Regions from separate parts of the Mus musculus genome. Here region 2 is linked to region 1. The links are chromatin contacts, called in public HiChIP or PLAC-seq maps. All regions are on one chromosome and are shown on one strand. The core of a region is the stretch at or near the end of the contact, and the rest is flanking DNA. Distances in the headings are between cores, read along the strand shown. Region 1 overlaps Mcu (mitochondrial calcium uniporter). Region 2 has its middle 16 kb from the start of Ddit4.

Evidence for each region. HiChIP or PLAC-seq counts read pairs in DNA pulled down with a chosen protein or histone mark.
Region 2: a BATF HiChIP or PLAC-seq map of CD8 T cells shows a contact between it and region 1, with 6 read pairs. The contact joins two enhancer-like sites. A contact is called at or near these places in 2 of 115 datasets of contacts at active chromatin or transcription factors (CD8 T cells and bone marrow-derived macrophages).

What each region holds. Positions count from the first base shown.
Region 1 is chr10:59,575,877-59,580,205 of GRCm38.p6, forward strand. All of the region lies in intron 1 of Mcu (mitochondrial calcium uniporter), which reads right to left. It overlaps Gm40671 (a long non-coding RNA gene), which reads left to right. Exons shown (of 2, transcript XR_871744.3): 1 at 1-2,902. Among named protein-coding and RNA genes, the nearest start is that of Gm40671, 2.6 kb to the left of the region's middle. Within about 2 kb of position 2,780, at least 219 of the 459 cell types and tissues checked have an H3K27ac peak or open chromatin away from gene starts, as enhancers often do. A contact at or near this core is called in CD8 T cells, where this site is marked.
Region 2 is chr10:59,933,644-59,938,361 of GRCm38.p6, forward strand. No RefSeq gene overlaps it. Among named protein-coding and RNA genes, the nearest start is that of Ddit4, 16 kb to the right of the region's middle. Within about 2 kb of position 2,653, at least 25 of the 459 cell types and tissues checked have an H3K27ac peak or open chromatin away from gene starts, as enhancers often do. A contact at or near this core is called in CD8 T cells, where this site is marked.

The sequences.
Region 1 (4,329 bases), core at 1,530-4,029:
TGTGGATAAACCTGGGAATAAATCAAGCAAAGTGAGGCACAGAAGAGCAAATCCTACCTGAATCTTAAAGAACAGCGATTAGCAGAGGGTGGAGGATAGTGGGAGAGATGGGTTGGGACGTTGTGAGTCACCTGGTCATAGTGTTAGGAGGAATTAAAAAAATTATCTCCAGAAGGGTGGGGATTTGGTCAAAGGTTACACAGCCGTAATTAGATAGTAGGGATGGTTTCTGGTACTTCCACAGCAGGAGAGCACACAGGCACAGTCCAGATGACAAGGATGGAGCTGGGGTGGTGGGCTGTAAGTAACTACTAATGATCTCTTTAACATGGTAATACTGTTCTGGCATGGCCAGGACTGCCTCTTGATGTTATCTCAGGAGAAACATCGCTTAAACAATGTGGATAATGGATGATCTGAGATAACTTGATGCCAACAGAGAGCTGCCTGGCATTTTGACACAATGTGCTGGAAGAAACTGTTCTGTTAACATTTGGTCAAACAGGACTTAAAGGGGTGATTGTAAGACACGTGAATCAGAGTTCCTGTGCTGCTATTAAAAAAAAAAAGCCAGCTGGATGCTGTTAGTGCTAGAGAAGGGACTTAGAAACCCAAGGCCTGCGACCAACCCCAGCACTCACGCCCCCACACACACTGACAACACAGGTCAGGACACTAACAACTTGAGACAGTTACAACAGCATCACAACTCCTACAGTAACAACTGAGAGGCTCTGACGTTTAGAGAAAACAAATAAAGAGATATATTCACAAAAGCCTTTGTGGCCATTTAGAACCGATACACAAATACTTTACTAACAAGCCTCCCTTTCACACTAAAAACGTCGGGGGAACATCTTTAAAACAAACAGATCTTGGCAGAAACTTGAGAAATATCTAAAACAACCAGCCCAGGAAAGCATTCTGATTCAAAATTAACCAAAAATTAGCCAAACACTTTCTCCTCCTACCATGGTATATCAGACATCAAACAGCAATGCCTGAACTATCTACTGTTGGGACTGCTAAATGTCTAGCCTAAAATAACCAAAGGAAAAGGGGCATACTGAAAGCCTCCTCACTCACAAATTAGTGCAAATTTTAAAAGCCTATGAGAGCCCCGCTTTGCTGTAAGGCTTTTTTTTAAAGATTATAATTTAATGACAACAGCTCCCCCTTCTCTGTCCTCCAAACTCTCCCATACTCTCCTCCTCTCCTCAGTCTCTGCTTTGATGTTTTTCTGTATCAGTTAAAAAAGCCTAATTCCAGGAGCCAAGCATGTCCTCACAGCCGTGTTACCCAGGGCTGCAGAAGGCAAGAGCAAAAGGATTGAGAGTTCAAAGACAGCCTAGGCTACATTAGTGACGTTTTGTGTAAGACAAAAAAGAGTAACTTAATTATTTTTAATTATAAAACTACAATCCAGGATAACTTCCAAAAGAGTGGTAGGGCATAACATCTCCTTCTTTAAAAAAATTGTGTGTGTGTGTGTGTGTGTGTGTGTGTGTGTGTGTTTAATGTATACTTTTTTTTTTTTTCAGGAAGGGTGTCATGTAGCCCAGGCTAACCTCAACCTCCTATTGCTACTGCTCCTGCCTTTTAAGATCTGGGATTTCAGGCAAGTGCTACCAGGCCTGGCTCTGAAATTTGAAAGCGTCCTAGGGACACATAAAAAAATCTGAAAATTGATCTGGGGTAAACACTTTTATTCCATCTCTCAGCCTGCTTGCCCATCCTGTGCATCTGCAGCAATGCCAGGACCACTGAACCTCTTAACTAAACAGGAAGAGCTGCTAATAATGATTTTCATAAGACCTACAAACACTCAATGTGCCCCGCATTCTAGCACATTGGTGACGTTCACACCAATCTGCTGCTTGCCAGACTCATCTTTTTAGTTTTCAAATTCCACGTCAAGTAACAATAAAGCCCCCTAAAATTTTTAAGTAAAATTGAGAGGCCTGAGCCACTTAAATAACCCCAAATCCTAAACTAACACTTAGTAAGATTAACAGTGGAGGAAGAGGGTGTGGCTTGGGGTTGGTTCCATTTACAACCTATTGACTGAAGTATCTTAGCAACACTTTCCCTAAACACTCCCAGAAGGCAAGAGTGGGTCAGAGTCCCGCTTACTCAATATGCATTAAGGGGCCAGCCCTTGGTCTCTGAGGATGTAACAGAAGCCATCTGAGGGACAGCAAAGATGTCTGCTTTAGCAGGAAACATTTTCACGAGAGATAGCAGCCTTTTCTCCCACTCGCTTCCTTTTAGAACTAGCATCCTCTGACATTACAGCCATGCTAGGCAGCAGCAGTCAGGGAGGAAATGAATCACAGAAATTAGTCAGGATTTCCTATTTAGTTACTTAATAATCCAAACCCGGAGGCAGGAGGTAACCCTGAGCAAGCAGAGCGATCTGCCAAAGCCAGGCTTTTTCTAGCACTTAAACAAGCTAAAGGCAAAAGGGAAACGCGCATATCCAAACCCAACGTCCACGTGTGCACTTGGGTCTGAAAGCACATGTAGGCACACACAAGAGGATGTGTCTTCCTGCCCACCACAAAGGCTGATGGCTGACATTCTTGGAAGACAGGCTAACAGGAGAGAGGCAGAACATGTATATTTCATCATAATTTTACAGAATTGAAGACCCAAAGACCAAACGAGAACCACACATTTTTTTTTTAGGCTTAGGTTTGCTGACTCACAGACAGCCATGTTGAGTTATGAGTAGACCAAAAGGTATGACGGAAGGCTAAAGACCACAGCCTGCCCAGATGTTTCTTTTCCTCCCTGTGTAGTACTTTGCCCTCCCAAGGCTGGGACAAGACCGCTGTGAGCTGGTCTACATGGCCTTATCTTTATGGCTAGCAGAAGGACAGATCAGCAGGGGAAGATTAAGGTAATATTTGTAGGTTTTATGGCTGGCTTTGGAAGAAAGGGCTCTGGTTTCTGTGACCTCGCTTGGGGAGGAGGAATGAATTCTAGTTTCTGTGCTTTGCCTTGGGAGAGAATGAGGGAGGGATGACACACAGGAAAAAGACAGGAAATGAGCGAGAAACCTTCGCACACTGTTTTCTGAGCTCCAGCATATGAAAAGGCTGATACACCTAGAGATTTCTAGTCACTGACTATGGTTTGGATTGTTTTTTTTTAGGAACTTCGAGGAACAAGCTGTGTGTTTCTGTTGGTACACAGGTTTTTAGAGACACGGTCTCATGAAACCCAGGCTTACTACTGAGCTGAGGGTAACTTTGAACTTCTGATTTGCCCGTCTCATTTTCTGCAGGACTATGGGCAACACCAAGCCTACTTTATGCCAGGCAGGACATTGAATCCAGAGCTAGGCAAACTCTGGGATATATCCTCAGACCTAAGTTCTTTATGTTGTAACTGTTTTAAAGTATTATTGTTTATTTGCAAAACAAGAGCATTGCTTTACAACTGTTTTTTTATAGAGTAATATATATTCACTATAAAAGCTAAAATTGCATGCAGACATACATAACAGAAAATGACTTTTCTGCAGTCCCATTAACTATAAATGCTTTAAACTCAAAACTGTGTCATGTTCTATTATTATAAACTCTCAAACGTGCAGGATTCACAAGGTATTATGCAGACTCAAGCACATTCTCTGCCTCTGCTGGGAAACTATTGGTGTTAAAACAGTCTAGCAATGCACAGCACACACTCGTCACAGCTGGTGCTTATAAGTCCTGTGACTAAGACCTGAGTACCAAGGCAGACCACTAAGTTCTGAATCTAATAGTGAGTGGCTACTACCTTCCTATAAAATTATCCTCTTTTTTTCTTCTAAATACACAAATTCTAAATATTTAATCCTTAAAATATACTGGTACCCAGCCATGGATACAGTGCGGCAGCTGGATCACAGTCCATGTTCAGTATGTTATACTTCTCTTAATAGAGGCCAAGTTGGTCTGTGGTCTCACTGTCATAGGAGATGTGAGGAGGACACTCACATGTCATTGTCAGATGTTTGTCACATTGCAACTGAACCACGTCACATTCCTTTACAGTTACAGTACCGTGTGAGGATCACACATGGAATTTGACATCAGTGATTTCCACAGCTTGATGAATACAGTCTATCCAATAACTAGTGTCAATCTCTATTTGGAAAATGCAAAACTGACAACTCCCTGTCATTTATGGATTTGCCAAGCAAGTCATTAATATTCCACCCATGTTATTAGTAAAAATACTGCACAGTAAAAAAAATAAATAAAACTACTTAGTTATAAATGGGGATAAAAAAATGATAAATGACACAGTATCCATGGGCCTTGGGCACATTATGCTCTG
Region 2 (4,718 bases), core at 1,403-3,902, 360 kb after region 1:
GGTCTTTGGGCCTCACTTCCTGGGGCCGGTTCTCCTTAGTAAACAAGGAGGCCTCAGCATGCCACAGGCTGGAAGGTTCAGTGCTGGGGGAGGGGGGGTTGTTTGTTTGTTTTTGTTTTTGTTTTTGTTTTGAAACAGGGTTTCTTTGTGTAGCCCTGGCTGTCCTGGAACTCACTCTGTAGACCAGGCTGGCCTTGAACTCAGAAATCCATCTGCCTTTGCCTCTCAAGTGCTGGGATTAAAGGCGTGCGCCACCACTGCCCGGCTCAGTGCTAGGTTCTGATCAACCTTTTTGCCAAATAGTCATTCCTTTCTCCAGTAAAGGAAAAAGGAAAAAAGAAGAGAAGTGGAGAGGAGAGGAGAGGAGAGGAGAGGAGAGGAGAGGAGAGGAGAGGAGAGGAGAGGAGAGGAGAGGAGAGGAGAGGAGAGGAGAGGAGAGGAGAGGAGAGGAGAGGAGAGAAAAAAAGAAAACCCGGACACGCCCACTTTGCAGACTGCAGTTCAGAGAAGTTGACAGTGCACCAGCAGGGTTGCTCAGGATTGCTCTACAGTATGTGCTGCAAATGCCTGACTCAGCTGGCTCAGGGACAGAGGGACCTCTGGAACTTTCTCAGCAGGGCATCCTTAAATCCTGAACAGACCCATTTGTCAAGTTGGAGCCAGGATGGTGTGCTGGCTATCTAACCCCAGCGCCCTACTGGTTCACTTTGTCCTTAATGGGGGCTGGCCTGGCACCAAGCCCCTGGGGGCAGAGGTCACCTTTCCTGACCTCCAGTCCCCAGCTCTTCCCTTCTGTGCCCAGCATGGTCCTCACCTCTGCTGCTCTGCTGCAGTTCCTCTTGTGGGAGGGCACTGCAGCCTTCCGGAGCTAAGTTAGTGCCTACAGCCTTGGGGGGCTATCCCACACTTAGCCAGAGTTAGAGCTACCCCGGTGGCCTTGCCGCTGTGTCTTAGCTTCTAAGCAGAAGAGTAAATCTTCCATGTCTCCAGCTGCTTTCTTCTCTCTAAAGCAAGCAGGATTTCTACAGCAGCCAGCTACTATGCTTGTGCAGGGCCCCTAGGAAGTCCCTTAAATGCCTTTATTTCTCAAAAGTCTATCATTAGATAAGTAGGACTAAATTGTTCCTACATCAACATCACAGATTTATTCTTGCTATATAATCTAGGCTGGCCTCTAAACAACCTATATAGCCCAGGCTGGTCTTGAACCTAAGTGATCCTCCTGCTGTAGTTCCCTACATGCCTACCTAGAATAGTGGATGTTATTCTTTGACATTACACATTACAGAATTCTTTCTTCTTTTTTCCCCCCAGAGCTGAGGATTGAACCCAGGGTGGAGCCCTTGCTAAGCACGCTCTACCACAAAGCTAAATCCCCAACCCCACATTACAGAAATCTTGAGAGCAGGTTTTGTTATCATAAACATGGTTTATTGTTTAACCATGCGTCCTGCATTTATATTCAAAGCCCCCCCATGAGCTTGTGTGTGTGTGTGTGTGTGTGTGTGTGTGTGTGTGTGTGTGTGTGTGATATGATATTACTAGCCCTCAAAATCTCCTCATGGATTATCTCATTTAACTCTTATAGCTCCTGGGACAGATTTTATTTTCCTTGTCTTATAGAGCAGGAAACTGAGGCCTGGGAAGGGTAGGACGCTTGCCAGATGTCAGGAAGTCTAGCTCCAGATTGTACCCAGTCTTCTACCGTTTAGTATAGTGACTGCACAGAGCTAACAACTGTTTGGTACATCCATGCAAGCGTGTACACCTGCACCCCCTTCAGCTCATGAGGGAGGCCTCGAGGACCACCCCACTGTACAGAGGAGAATGGAAGTGGCTGGTGACTGACAGTTTCAGGATTCATCCCAGTATCCCAGCTCAGACCAGCTCAGCGACCAGAGTCTGTTTAGTGGCTCCCAGAGACGTGCAGCACCGTGGGCTAGAAGCGGGAGATCCGGGGAACAAACTTCACCTCAGGGCTAGAGAGATGGCTCAGCGGTTAAGAGCACTGACTGCTCTTCCAGAGGTCCTGAGTTCAAATCCCAGCAACCACATGGTGGCTCACAACCATCTGTAATGGGATCTGATGCCTTCTTCTGGTGTGTCTCAAGATAGCTACAGTATATTCATATACATAAAATATGTCTTGTTTTGTTTTGTTTTGAGAAAATAAATTTTAAAAAAATTTCACCTTCTTTCCTTCCTTCCTTCCTTCCTTCCTTCCTTCCTTCCTTCCTTCCTTCCTTCCTTCTTTCCTTCCTTCCTTCCTTCTTTCCTTCCTTCCTTCCTTCCTTCCTTCCTTCCTTCCTTCCTTCCTTCCTTCCTTCCTTCCTTCGCTTGTCTCTTCTTCTGACCTTCTCTTTTCTCTCTTTCCTTCCAATCATTCATTTAGCCCCTGAGAACCCACTAAGGAAAAAACCCAGGGAGACTTGAACAAATATCCCCCCAAAGAGCCAACAGTCTGTAAACAAGCTGGCCATGTAGTTCAGAGGTAGAGCAATTGTCTAGGCTATGTAAGGCTCTGGATTCCACCCCACCCCTGTTCCTGCCCCAGCCTCTGTTTCTGGTTTTGAGTGTCTGGGGGGTGGGACCTGTGCAGAGTCTGCTGCCATTTAAAGCCTTTCCCTTTTCCTCAGCACAGCTGGGGAGAGACTGACCCGAGGTCAACCCAAGAACAATCCCAGCCTTACTTCAGAGCTGAGTCTCCCGCCACCAGGCTGGAGATGCAGAGAGAGCTGGGGAGGTCCTTTTGGGTTGGTCTGTGCTGCACACAACATTCACAAGGCCTCTTGCTCTTTGACTCCAGCCTCAAGCACAAGAGATAACCAAGCCTCCATCCCCAGTAACCAAGCCACGGCAGCAGGAAAGTGGGGAAGGCCACCCCTTAGGGCAGGGACAGGCCAGCTGATTTCAGGACTCCTTAGCTGATGGCAATGCAAACTAAGGAAGAGTCAAAACTGGAAAGGCCTCTTAGGGGTTGTCTCAAAATGACTTTGTGGAGCCTCAGTCTCCCCATCTGAGTGTAGTGAAGCAGTTCCTGAAGCCCATCTGTGGGGACTTCGTAGGGTCTGTGAATGCCCCGCCCCCATTTCCTCACTTCCTGGATCTTCATCTCCAGCGTGCTGCCCAGTTTGCAGAAGCAGAGACAAGGCTCAAGGGCTTGCCTGCAGCCCGGCATGAGAACCACATCGAGGGAGGGGCTGGAGGGATGGCTCAGTGGTTAAGAGCACTGGCTGATCTTCCAGAGGTCCTGAGTTCAAATCCCAGCAACTACATGCTCACAACCATCTGTAATGGGATCCAATGTCTTCTTCTGGTGTGTCTGAAGACAGCGACAGTGTACTCATACATAAAATAAATAAATAAAAATTAAAAAAAAAAAGAAATAAAGAAAAGAATCACATTGAGGCTGGCAGGAAGACTCTGTGATAACACACTTGCCCTGGAAGCACCAGGATCAGAGTTCGGATCCCCAGAACCCAACTACAATCTGGGCAGGTATGGTGGTCACCCAGATCTCAGAAGACAGACACAGGAGACCCCTGGGGCAAGCCAACTAGCTGAGACTAGCTGGAGCTGGTGAGCTTTGGGTTCATGGAGAGACTGTCCCTATAGATATAATGGAAAGTTACTAGAAAAGACACCTGGTATCCACGTCGGACCTCCACACACAGGCATCCATGTGTGTGCACACGCATACACAAATATGCATACACATGCATGTGTCTTTATTTTTATTATTTTCTTCTTTATAAGCAAGGTCTCATGTGTCCCAAGTGAGTATTGAACTCACTATGAAGCTAAGGACGGCCTTGAACCCCTGACCCTTCTGCTTTCACCTCTCAAATGCTATGCTTACAGTCACCAACCAACAGACAAGTCCAATTTTATTTTATTTTTTTTAGATTTGTTTATTTATCTTATGTATGAGAACACTGTCGCTGTCTTCAGACACACCAGAAGAGGGCATCGGATCCCATTACAGATGGTTGTGAGTCACCATGTGGTTGCTGGGATTTGAACTCAGGACCTCTTGCTCTTAACCACTGAGCCATCTAGCCAGTAGGCCAATTTTAATTTTCTTTCTTTTTTGTTGTTGTTGTTTTTGTTTTTTGTTTTTGTTTTTCGAGACAGGGTTTCTCTGTATAGCCCTGGCTGTCCTGGAACTCACTCTGTAGACCAGGCTGGCCTCCAACTCAGAAATTCGCCTCCTCTGCCTCCCAAGTGCTGGGATTAAAGGCGTGCACCACCACGCCCGGCTCAGCCTTAATTTTCTTATTAAATAACATTATTCTAGGGGCTGGTGAGATGGCTCAGTGGGTAAGAGCACCCGACTACTCTTCCAAAGGTCTGGAGTTCAAATCCCAGCAACCACATGGTGGCTCTCACAACCATCCGTAATGAGATCTGACTCCCTCTTCTGGAGTGTCTGAAGACATCTACAGTGTACTTACATATAAAATAAATAAATCTAAAAAAAAAAAAAAAAAGGTCTTTCTAGAGAGTGCTCCCTCTCCTAGAACAAAAAAACAAACAAACAAACAAACAAACATTATTCTATTGCTTTCTATTGCTGTGGGCAGGGAGTATCACACACATGCCATGGCTTAGGGCAAGTTTTGGGAAGCTGGTTCTGTTTCCCCCATGGTTTCCAGAGACCAAACCTAGACATTGCCCACCAAGATGGTACACCAGGCCATCAGCCACTCTGTTTAAAT